Regions from separate parts of the Hordeum vulgare genome. Here all the other regions are linked to region 2. A link is a contact called in public Hi-C data. All regions are on one chromosome and are shown on one strand. The core of a region is the stretch at or near the end of the contact, and the rest is flanking DNA. Distances in the headings are between cores, read along the strand shown. Region 1 has its middle 22 kb from the start of LOC123408438. Region 2 has its middle 160 kb from the start of LOC123408438. Region 3 holds the start of LOC123409789 (probable auxin efflux carrier component 1c).

The links. A called contact is a pair of places that touch in the nucleus more often than the background predicts.
Region 1: a Hi-C map of an unstated tissue shows a contact between it and region 2, with 4 times the contacts expected there. The contact joins two enhancer-like sites. A contact is called at or near these places in 3 of 6 Hi-C or Micro-C datasets (leaf, seedling and an unstated tissue).
Region 3: a contact with region 2 is called in a Hi-C map of leaf, with 4 times the contacts expected there. The contact joins the promoter of LOC123409789 here to the enhancer-like site in region 2. A contact is called at or near these places in 1 of 6 Hi-C or Micro-C datasets (leaf) and 1 of 1 datasets of contacts at active chromatin or transcription factors (embryo).

What each region holds. Positions count from the first base shown.
Region 1 is chr7H:95,922,093-95,925,677 of MorexV3_pseudomolecules_assembly, reverse strand. No RefSeq gene overlaps it. Among protein-coding and RNA genes, the nearest start is that of LOC123408438, 22 kb to the left of the region's middle. Within about 2 kb of position 2,132, at least 1 of the 3 cell types and tissues checked has open chromatin away from gene starts, as enhancers often do.
Region 2 is chr7H:95,786,865-95,790,424 of MorexV3_pseudomolecules_assembly, reverse strand. No RefSeq gene overlaps it. Among protein-coding and RNA genes, the nearest start is that of LOC123408438, 160 kb to the left of the region's middle. Within about 2 kb of position 1,629, at least 3 of the 3 cell types and tissues checked have open chromatin away from gene starts, as enhancers often do. A contact at or near this core is called in leaf, where this site is marked.
Region 3 is chr7H:95,628,263-95,632,033 of MorexV3_pseudomolecules_assembly, reverse strand. It overlaps LOC123409789 (probable auxin efflux carrier component 1c), which reads right to left and starts at 1,862. Exons shown (of 6, transcript XM_045102660.1): 1 at 513-1,862; 2 at 180-417; 3 at 6-91. The coding sequence starts at 1,656.

The DNA.
Region 1 (3,585 bases), core at 883-3,382, 130 kb before region 2:
AAATTTCATGACCGGATAGTAACCGGGAGTATGAGGCGATTTTGGAGCGTGGGCTGTAGACGCTCTTACTCTATTTTTAACGTGGTACGGTGAAACACCATTTTCATGTTTCTAGAATCCCGTGAACCAAAGAGGGCGATCACACTCTACATTCCCTTTACTACTTGGAAGTCATTTTGAAATCTGGCCACCCGGCCTGGATATGCCAATACAATGAGAATAATAAGCCAGGGTCCCTGTCCAATAAGAATGCAAAGAGAAGGTGCTGAAGCCTCGAGTAGTCGAGTCCTAGCACCAGTAAAGCCCTTGGACCGTTTGCCCCTCGTCGTCCACTGCGCTGCCGGCCGAGAGCCGGGCAACGAGACTGCTCCGATCCTCACGCGACTGCTCTCATCTGGTGGCTGCCTCTCGTCTCGATCGCCGCGCTCCCATGCGTGCGCTGCCCGTGGCCTCGTCACGTACGTCCACGGCACGCACAGCGGCGCGTCCATCGGCATCGGCCGTGGCCTGCTTCACGGACGCTTCCCCCTCGTCCGTGGTGGCGCCGCTGTTGCGTGAAAGTCTGAAAGACATATAGCAGGAAGATGCCACCGTCGTACCGTACGTGCTGATGGAAGAAACGGATGAAAGAGGCGCGGGGACGCAACGCAATGCGTGCAGTAACAGTGCATGATATCGCCATATCGGGCCCGCCGCCTTGCCTGCCTACAAGCTGGCCGGCCGCGTCGTTTCCCGGCCACCGGGGCGTTGTCGCCGTGCGCTTGTCGGGCTCCCGGCGGCCCGTACCGCCCTGTCGTCCGGGAAGAAGCCGCCACCGGCTCCCTCGATCCGGCCGCGCGCAATGGACGCCGCGCCCACCCCGTACGACCACCAGGGCGCGATCATGGCCGGGACGAGGTCGCATCAACCAAGACCCCGTCGGCGTCACGGATATCACCGGCGCGAGACGCCGAGCGCGTCGTGACGGCGCATCGCGTCAGGCCACTGCCGCGCAACATGGCGGCCGATGATCGATCCCGTGGCTTTCCGCGCTGCGCCGACGGCGGGCCAGCGGGTACGTGGAACCAACCAGACCAACCAGCAGAAGCTTCTCCGATCGAGATGCCGCAGTGCGGTGCGTTCATCTGTGCATGCATGGCCGCTGGTCGCTACAACCCGCCTAGCTATATGTAGAGGAGACAGCGACTCGGGTGGCGCGACCGGCTAGCCGGACAGGGACTAGCCTAGCTCGTGCTTCGTTTCTTTGTGCCGAGCAGGTTTCTAGGCAAGACGGGCCGGTGTCAGATGCCAGCAGCGCGTGTCCATGCCTGGATGTTGGGACTGCTCTCTCTCTCTGTGTTGGGACTGCTCTCTCTCTCAACTGGACGAAGGAAGAAGAGGAACGAGCTGAACACGCGGTAGTTTCCGGCTGCGCGTACAGCCTTTGATCTCAGCTCATACTGATTCACCCAGGTACAAACTCAGAGTACAGTCGCTTTTGTAGCTCTTGAAAACGCAGCGCACACGAGCAATGCTACATCTACGTAAATGTTTACGTACGTTTACGTAATAGTCTGACTTGACAATAACTGATTGGATTAAGAGAAGGATGAAGCCCACCCATCCTTAAAAATCAGGAAGGCATGTTTAAATTAGTTGGAAGGTTTAGTAAACTTGTTATATAGGCTTTAATAAGTCTAGCATTTTTACAGCGCACACTGCCCCATCGGCCACTAACCGCACGACGCACGACCCGTAGAAGTGTTCTACTATCACTGTCCATGCATGCAAACCAGCACGGAGCTCCACATGACTCGACCAAAAATAACTACGCACATAACTAACTACGGCGCCAACTGACTGCGACTTACACTCGATCACGGACGTAGCCGCGCACTGGCGTCCGGTCTATACCTACACATACCCACATGACCGTGACCTAGCCCGCAGATCCGACCCAACGCACCGACGTCGGTCGCACCGTTACGGACCCGACCTGACGCATCAACGCCGGTCGCACCGCGCTCCGTCACGACTTATTCCCAACACTGGAAGCTCCGTCCCGGCCGCCATGCGCAGACAGACTGCCTGTGTCCTCACTGTAGCTACAGTGTGATGGTGCTGGCAGGGTGGAAGTTGACAAGAGAAAACTGGCAGTTGCTCGACATGGAAGCGTGCGCGCATTGCCCCGGGACGCTATCAGTGAGCGATCATGGACGATGTGTATCCAGTTGCATGCATGTGATATGTTAATTCTATCTGTTGAGATCGTGTGCGAGTCACCATCAGGCCCGTCTCAATGCACGGTGCCTAGAGGCTAGAGCAAATGCTTGTGCGTCAGGGATGGAGATATACATAGAGTTTTCTATTATCTGTGGCCTCTTAGTTATAGTTACCCTGGAGGGGAACTTTGAAACCTGGGTGTATATACAATAAACTTGATCTTTCATTATACTTGTAAGAAGAAAATCATAATTTTTTATACTTTGACTTCTTCTAAAAAAAGTCAAAATTTTGATCAAAATAGTGTGAACAGTGACTTACACTAGTAATAAAACAGGGTTATAGTCCTGATTGGGAAGGACCTTTAGTCCCGGTTCATCAGCGGGGACTAATAATTAAAGACTAAAGCCTCCCCTTTTTTAGTCCTGATTGAACACGAACCGGGACCAAAAGTTCCACCACGTGGCAAATAACGAGCGTCGGAGGGTGGGGACCTTTAGTCTTGGTTGGTGTCACCAACCGGGACTAGGACTTTAGGGGTTTAGGGATTTAGGCTTTTTGGGTTTATGTTTTTTTTTTCATTTTGTGTTTTCCATTTCTAACCTATTTTACGATACCACACCCACACACACACACACACACACACACACACACACACACACACACACACACACACACACACACATATATATATATATATATTAAATAAAAGGGGTTCCCCTGCTCCATTTTATTGAAGCATCGAACCAGATAGTTTTTACAGCCCAAGCATTCAGCCAAAACATCTCAACCTCGCAAACTACCAGACAACTAACCATTGAAAGCAGGAAAATATTCAGCTACAGCAGCCAGCACAGTATATTACAGACGCAAATATATCATAGTTCCAGGACTAGGCCTATGACCAAGCGATGCTCAACAATTCTCCCTTGAACTTGTCCATCTTAGCGACGAACTGACGAAGGAGCTCCTCCTGTGTGGCGTTGCAGAGCACAACCCATTGTCGAAGAAAAGCTCAAAGTTTCACAAGGACGCGGGCTAGACTTCTCCAAGAACATCCCTAAAAACAAAAGCTCGAAGTTTCACAAGGACGCGGGCAAGACTTCTCGAAGAACATCCCTGAAAACAAAAGTCATTTCTCAGTCTCCACATGCTCCACAAGGAAGCCGCAGCAATCATATTTTGCACATGCAGTTTCTTATGTAGTTGCCATAAGGCACAAACGTCTTTAAAACAGGAAATATCATAATCTGGAAAAGAAATAGAAAAAAGTTTCCAAACACATCTAGCCACCACACAATCAAAGAATAGATGTTGCACCGATTCAATTTCTTTACAGAACAGACAAGTAGGATCACTAACAGTCCTATGCTTCGCTAAATT
Region 2 (3,560 bases), core at 380-2,879:
TGTGGTTGGTAATTGAGGGATGAGGGACCCCACCCTCACTGAAAATCAGGGGGGAGAGAAGAGTTAGTTTGAAAGGTTAAGTAAACCTTTGTAAGTTTTTGTATGTCTAGCATTATTGTTTCGTTGGTTTGGTGCTCGAAACCTACCGCAACCTTGTTATTTTATTCATTTTTTCTTACGTAAGGGACATATACGCGATTAAGTATAAAACAAGGGGATTTTTCGCAAATGAACATGCCATGTGGACTCTGACAGACCGATCCCTCCACCGGTCAGTTTCACCGTCAATACACGTTTACACATAGTTCAGATCGTTCTGCAGCCGTGCACCCCAGTCTCTGTACCGAAAACTTGGTATCAATCTGCATCGTACTGTAGAAGTTGTCGTACTTTGGTACAATTAAAACTTGCGGTGACGCTACACGGGACACGCGCGCCAGCTCGGGCCCCGGCCAGGCCTGTACGCCGGCTTTGGAACCGTCCGGGGCCGCGCGACCGCACGCCTCCCTCCTGCCGGCCAGGGACACCCCGGCGGTGCAGCAGCAGGAGCAGGAGCAGAGCAGCCTCCACCAAATGCAAATTGCGAGGGGGCAAAAGCCGGTGCCAACTGAAAGACTTGAGGCCGTGCACCCCCCAACGTACCTGTACGTCGCGCCATCGCCAGCCGGGAAACGGGGACCGCGCGGGGTTGAAGGAAGGAAGAGCGAGCGCTGGCCGCTGGGTGTTGGTTTGGGCTCCCCGTGGCCGCCATGATGGATGGGCGTGCGTGGGCGAGCGCCCATCTCGGCGTGTCCCTCCGCGCGGGTGCACCATCATCCCTCCCTCCCTCCCTTGCATGCCGCGCGCTGCCTGCAAAGTCCAAAGCAGCCAGCCCGGTTTGTTTACTCCTCACCGGGCTGGGCTGGCTGTCAGGCCACCCATCATAATTCTTGTGCGAGGAAGCAACTTCACGTTTACACGGTTTGCCAACTCGATCTGCTACTGTTCACACCTCTGACTGATTTAAAATGCCAGTGTCGCATTTCCGGCTAGCGATCGAGCGAAAGGGGAAGTCAGATATCTCGCACGTCGCGTCGCCCCGTGCCGAACCGAAGAAAAAAACGGCGTTTCTGCTGACCGCGGGCGCTTTCGCCACTGACGACTTTGCCGCGAGTGCCGAACCCTTTCCCTTCTCGTGATAGATCATTGCGTCCGCATGCTTTCCCCTCTTCACCTTTGGACGGAGTGTTCGTGAGAATGATTAGGCTGGTCAGTTGGTGCGGTATTCAGGCATTATACGTGTCTCCTCGTGCCGGCAGGCTCCATGAGTTTGCTGACAAATACTCTATCAAATGCAACGGCTATGATGCATCAAAAAATATGCATTTGAATCCGGCAGAGACGTACCCCGTATATATTAACCTTGAGGGTTGCTTGACTCATGTCCGTATGATGGTATACCAACTCTTAGAAACACATCGCCTTTCTGGCGTTAAACAATCCAGGATTAGGATAAATATAGAAGTCGTTCAGGAGCGAAATTAGGAGGGAGAATCCTGCCGGAAATGAAACAGGACGGTAGAGAGGCTGTGCTGGAGACGCAGTGGAGGCCCGGCTTGTCGCCGGATATGCCCGACAGGTCCACATCAAATCCCACATTACAGCGTAGTGGCCCGGGACCGAATGCGGGGCCCAGAACGCCGTCCGATAGTACGAATTTCGGCCGAAAAGAGCTCGTATGCGCGCGCGCACACACACGTGATGAATAGACTTTTTATTTCGAGGTGATGAATATACTCCGGCTGTGCATCTGCACGGAGGTGCTGATGCCTGGATCACAAAATTTACTAGCAGGGGTTGTATGACTGTAGACCGTTGAATGTGTTTTACAGGGTGATTAGATGGCTAAAGTCGTAGCGTGACTTCACTTGATAAAGTTACTGGATCTCAGTCCGTGACTGGTTGCGAAGACTTATTGGTATTCAACTAGAGTTGCCTACATTCTTAGGGTCGGTTCTCTTTTGACCGGTTTTCTCATATTTTTGAGAATCAATCCTATACCCAGCTTCTTTTAAAATCTTGTATCCTTATATTTTTTACAATTCTAGCTGATCACATCCTAACTAGTTAGGATTATAAAAAGAATATATAAATTCAACATTCTAAGGAAAGCTCGATGAAGGGTCGGTTTTCAAGATTATGAAAAACCCGGCCAAAAGAACTTAAAGGCTTGTGTGGACGGTTTGTGCTTAGTGAAAGGAGGTTATTTCATTTTTAGTTTGTTGCAGAAATGGAAGGAGCCTATGGAATGTCCAAAGAAAACTTATGGTATGCAGCGCAATGATTTGATTGTTAACCTAATTTCGACCAAGGTTTGCATAATTGGTAATGACTTAATTAATGTGAGTGAAGGCATCTTACTGTTTAATATGATTTAAGAAATACATTAAAAAGTGAAGTAGTTGATTCTTTTTGTTTGATTGAAATTGACGACCACTCACTAATGTTTTTTTAAAACACCGAGGACAATATAAGCATGTGCGCACATGCACAACATCAAATGCACACACACATCACTTACGAAAGATGGTTGTAACGGAATTTTAAAAAATGAATGGGCCATCGCTGATGTTTCGCTATCATGCAAGACATCGCCTCCACATACAGAATAATCTTCTCAAATGACGCATATAGAGTGTCAAATCCAAGGACCAATCTGTCATGGGTTGGGGATATAATCATCCAATTCACCGCCCAAACAATGTGTAATGGAAATGTCTTAGATCAACCAGTCGGGTCGTAAACCTTCTCAACGTCCGCCAGATCCGCTAAAATCATCTGGCTGTCGTTGAATCTCTTGGACACGTGCAACCCCTAGCGGCCCAACCAGGCTATCAAGGCTGATTGCAGCAATTACGTGCGTAGCACCTCACGGTCCAACCATGTTGTATTGGACCATTTGGGGACGATTGCAGCTTAGCTCTCGCGCTCGGCCCTCCATTTCGTTGTCCTCCTCCTTCGACTAGATCCAGCAACCGCGGATGCGACGGTCGGCGCGACAGCGAGGCAAAGGATCGGTGGCGCCGACGGGTAGGGAGGGAGTGAAGAACCGCGCAGCATCGTCGCACTCCATGGCCGACGACGACCCCGACCTCAGGTCCGTGTTCTGGATCTCTTGTTTCTCTGCTGATATGGATTCATTCGAGTTGAGAGAGGGTGGAGGACCTGGAGTGTGTGTGGATTTGGCTCGGGCTCGTCGAAATTGCCTTGTAAAGAGGGGTGGTAGTGGTGATTGGGGGTTGGGGTTGAGCTCGTCGAGGATCTCGCGTCCGTGGTGGCTTCATTGATCAAACGAACGTGTGTTGAAGCATCTACTGGAGCTCCAGATTTTGAGGGTGGAGGAGTTGGTTTGGTGGTGGTCTTCATATTTGTAACATAGGGGAGCCGTAGCTGAATTGTTAGGAACCTTTCCGGGTGGTGGTCTGAATTGATAGGAACCCTAAGGAACTTATAGTCATTAGGATTAGGAATATGTTGTTGATGTTCTTCAGGAGTGAAAATGTAAGTAATAGTGGCAATGC
Region 3 (3,771 bases), core at 613-3,112, 160 kb after region 2:
CGCACCGAGGCTGAACATGGCCATGCCGAGGCCGGCGTCGGACAGGATGGCGATGGACTTCATGATGATCGCCGGCATCACGAAGTTCCACCTGCATTCACGCGTAACGAGTGAGTTAACTGCTCGGCAGTAACTGACGTAACCTCGCCGGCGGACGCTGGGGGAGGAGTGACCATTACCGGAAGCAGACGAGGGACCAGATGAGGCCGATGAGGCTAGAGTAGGTGTTGGGGTTGCGGATGAGCTTGCGCCACACCATGATGAGGATGAGCCGCGTCATCACGCTCGTCGGCGGCATCGCCGTCGGCGCCGGCACCAGGCCCGCGGTGCCCTGCTCCGCCGCGGCCTTCTCGTCGCCGGCCTCCGCGTCCCTCTCCTTGTTCCCGAAGCTGAACTCGTCACGCTCCACGCCGTCCGCTGTGATTGATTCATTCAGTTACCAATAAGAGAGCAGATTAATTAGCGGCCGTACTAATTAACTTGCCGGTAATCAGTGGCTAGGAAATGGAAACCTTTGCGCGGCGAGGCGGCGGCGACGCGGACGTCCTTGGCGGCGGCCTCGTTGTACGCCTCGGTGCCGTTGCCGAACACGTCGGACACGGGCGACGCGCTGGAGCTCCACACGAACATGTGCAGGTCCTTGCCGTCCTCGCCCTTGGCCTGCCCGTTGGCCGCCTTCTTGGCCGGCTTCTGCGGCGCCGCCATCGCGGGGTTGGGCGCCGGGTACTGCCCGTATTTGTTGTTGCTGCTGTTGTTGTTGTTGCCGGCCTTGTCCTCCTCGTAGTTGGACGGGCGCGGCGTGGCCCCGGTGCGCACCACCGGGCCGAACGCGTCCCCGGCGGCGAAGTTGGAGCTGCGTCCCACCATGGAGTAGAAGTCGGTGTGGTTGAAGCTGGAGCCCCGGGGCGTGGGGTTCCGCGACGACTGCAGCGAGTAGATCTCGGCGTTGGTGAGGTTGCTGGGTCGCGGCGTGGTGCTGGAGAACCCCATGGACCGGCGCGAGTAGATGTCGGAGCGTGAGGCGTTGGAGCGGCGGACGGTGACGTGAATCTTGCCGTCCTCCTTGACCTCCGCCTCCGTCTCGATCATGTCCCTCCTGCCGTCGAGCGACATGACGTCGGGGTCGACGGCGATGGAGGCGATGGCGCCGGCGGTGTCGGGGAACTGCTCGGTGATGAGGATCCTGGCGCCGCGGTACTCGAACATGAAGAGCATGAGCGTGTACCAGATGATGCACTGCAGCACCACGATCTGCACCATGAGGCTGCCGGACTCGTCGCCGTACATGCCCTTGAGGAGCGGGATGCCCATGACGAGGGTGTTGGGCAGCGTGGAGAGGGAGAAGAGGGTGATGGTCCACTCGAGGGAGCCGTTGCGGGAGAGGTGGCTCCAGAGGGTGAGCAGCGCGAGCACGATGAGCTTCTGCAGGGTGTCGGCGGCGATGAAGCGGAGGTTCATGGTGTAGGGGTTGTTGCTGGAGATGAAGTGGAAGGACAGCAGCGGCACGGCGAAGAGCGCCACGAAGCGGTTGATCCCGGAGCACTGGTCCGGCGTGAAGATCCGCCACCACTTGACGGACCCGTACGCGAGCATCATCGCCACGTACAGCGGCACCATCGCCGTCATGACGTGGTAGAAGTCCGTGCCCGTGATCATCTTGCCGTGCCGGCCGCCGCCGCCGCCGCCGCTGCGACAACAAACGCTCGCTCTTCCTTCCTACGCTGACACGGCGGCGTGGCAGGGGAGGCGTGCGGTGCGGTGAGGTGCGGCGTTCAAGTGGAGCTGCGCTCGCTTGATTTATGGCGCGGGCGCGGTGGCGATATGGGGGAGGCAGGCGGGGGCGGGGGAGCCAATGAGGGGAGGGGGAGTGGGCATACGTGCGGGGGATTATTTATACACATCATGTGGGCGTTCAACAGTGAACGGCCACGCAGCCCCACACCGGGAAGGAGAGAGAAAGGGGGGGCAGAAATGGGGATTGAGGAAATACCAAAAAGCAACTTCAATTTTTGTACTCCTGCAAATTGCACTACTAAAATTGTGGGTAATACAGTACAATTTCAGGAAAATGGGGATGCAGTTTGTGAGCCTTACAAGAACATCATTGACGAAACAAAATGTACACAGAGATCGAAGGAGGGGTTAGTCGATGTCTCTCACCTGCACAAAGTGATGGCGCGCCGTGAGCCACCCCCGCTCCGTGTCACCAATGTAAGGGAGTTGTAGCTATGGCCGGGAAGTTCTCCGACGGTGACATGAGGGGTGAACGAAGATGATCTGAAGCATGAAGCGTCGCGTGAGAGACGGGGGGGGGGGGGGCTATGAGACTCTGGCACACATCGATGGCAACAACGCCATCATGGGATCTTATTGAAGAGACCGGTGATGCCACCGCGAACTGAGGCAGAAACATCACGGTCGACGACTCTCCCTCGCAATGGTGCGGGTGGATTTTGGGGAGAGAAAAAACTCATGTGCTTCACTCCGATGCCAGAACCATCACCACCACGACTTGGACAGGGGGTGGATATACTTATTGAAATGTGTTGTCGTCGACCAAGTGAATGACATGAGGACACCAAAACATATCAATGAATTAACAAACTATACCAAGAGGCCCCACAAGCACAAAGATCCATCGTCTTCGCCGCCCCCCTGATGTCAAAATCAACCGCCGTAGGATGGAGACCCAAAGAATCAGTCGGCGATGATGTGGGCTTTGTGGTAGCTAGGGTATTCATAGAGAGCATTGTTTTTTGGTGTAGATCTAGCCTGGAAGAAGTATTGCTACTGAAGTTTAACTTGTAGTCTTTGTTATAGTTGGTTTATCTTTCTCTCCCCGTGTAGATATCGTTGTGTGTAATCTATGTTCTACTCCTTATGTTATAATAAAAGGTATGTTGTATATGATTTCGGACAAGGATTAGAGGGGTGGCAAAAGGAGAATGTTGTGAAATGGAAATAATAAATTGTAATAAGTCGTTATTGCTTCCTGGATATAAGAATGAGTGAAGGGGAAATAGCGAGTCAAAAATATGAAAATCTTGTTAAAATTTTCATTATGGAAAATCTACATTTTTAATAAGAAAAGATTTTAATTACGAATGTGTGGGTTCTATGCGGAAGTGAGATAAAGAATGGTAATAATTCATTTAAGCATAAATTTGTTTAATGTAAGAAAACAAAGACCAAATTTGTATTGAAAGCTTCCAAAGTTCAACACTATTTTTTTGCGGGAAGTTCACCTATGTGCAAAAGTCATCCCAAATCACAACTTTTTTCTATATGTCATCAAATAACATCTCTTGGTAGGAAAGGAAAGCAATGCCATCGTTGGTTAATCTTCTCTCCCCGTGTACAATTTGTGCATGCATATTTTTCATAGTCTGCACATTATCTTGTTCCTATTTCTAAGATGACTTTCTAATTATACACTAAAAAATACAGTCAAGTTGATCTAATCTCTATGTTGATGAAAAGGTATGTTTTAATTGGGTTTCACGCAAAAATCAAGGACGCGGTAAAAAGGGAATGTTGCGAAGAAAAATATTCAGCTATATAATTTTATATTTTTTGATAAAGGGCATTTTGTTACTTAAAATATTTAAGCATTATACGCGACCTCTGCATAACTAAGATACACACAACCATATTCAAGTTTAAATCCAAACAAATCAGAAAAGGTGAAATACATTTAATCAAATGGAATCAGTATAATGCTTAAGACGTGGGATGGTCAATTCAAAGATCATCTGTCATGTGTACACACCT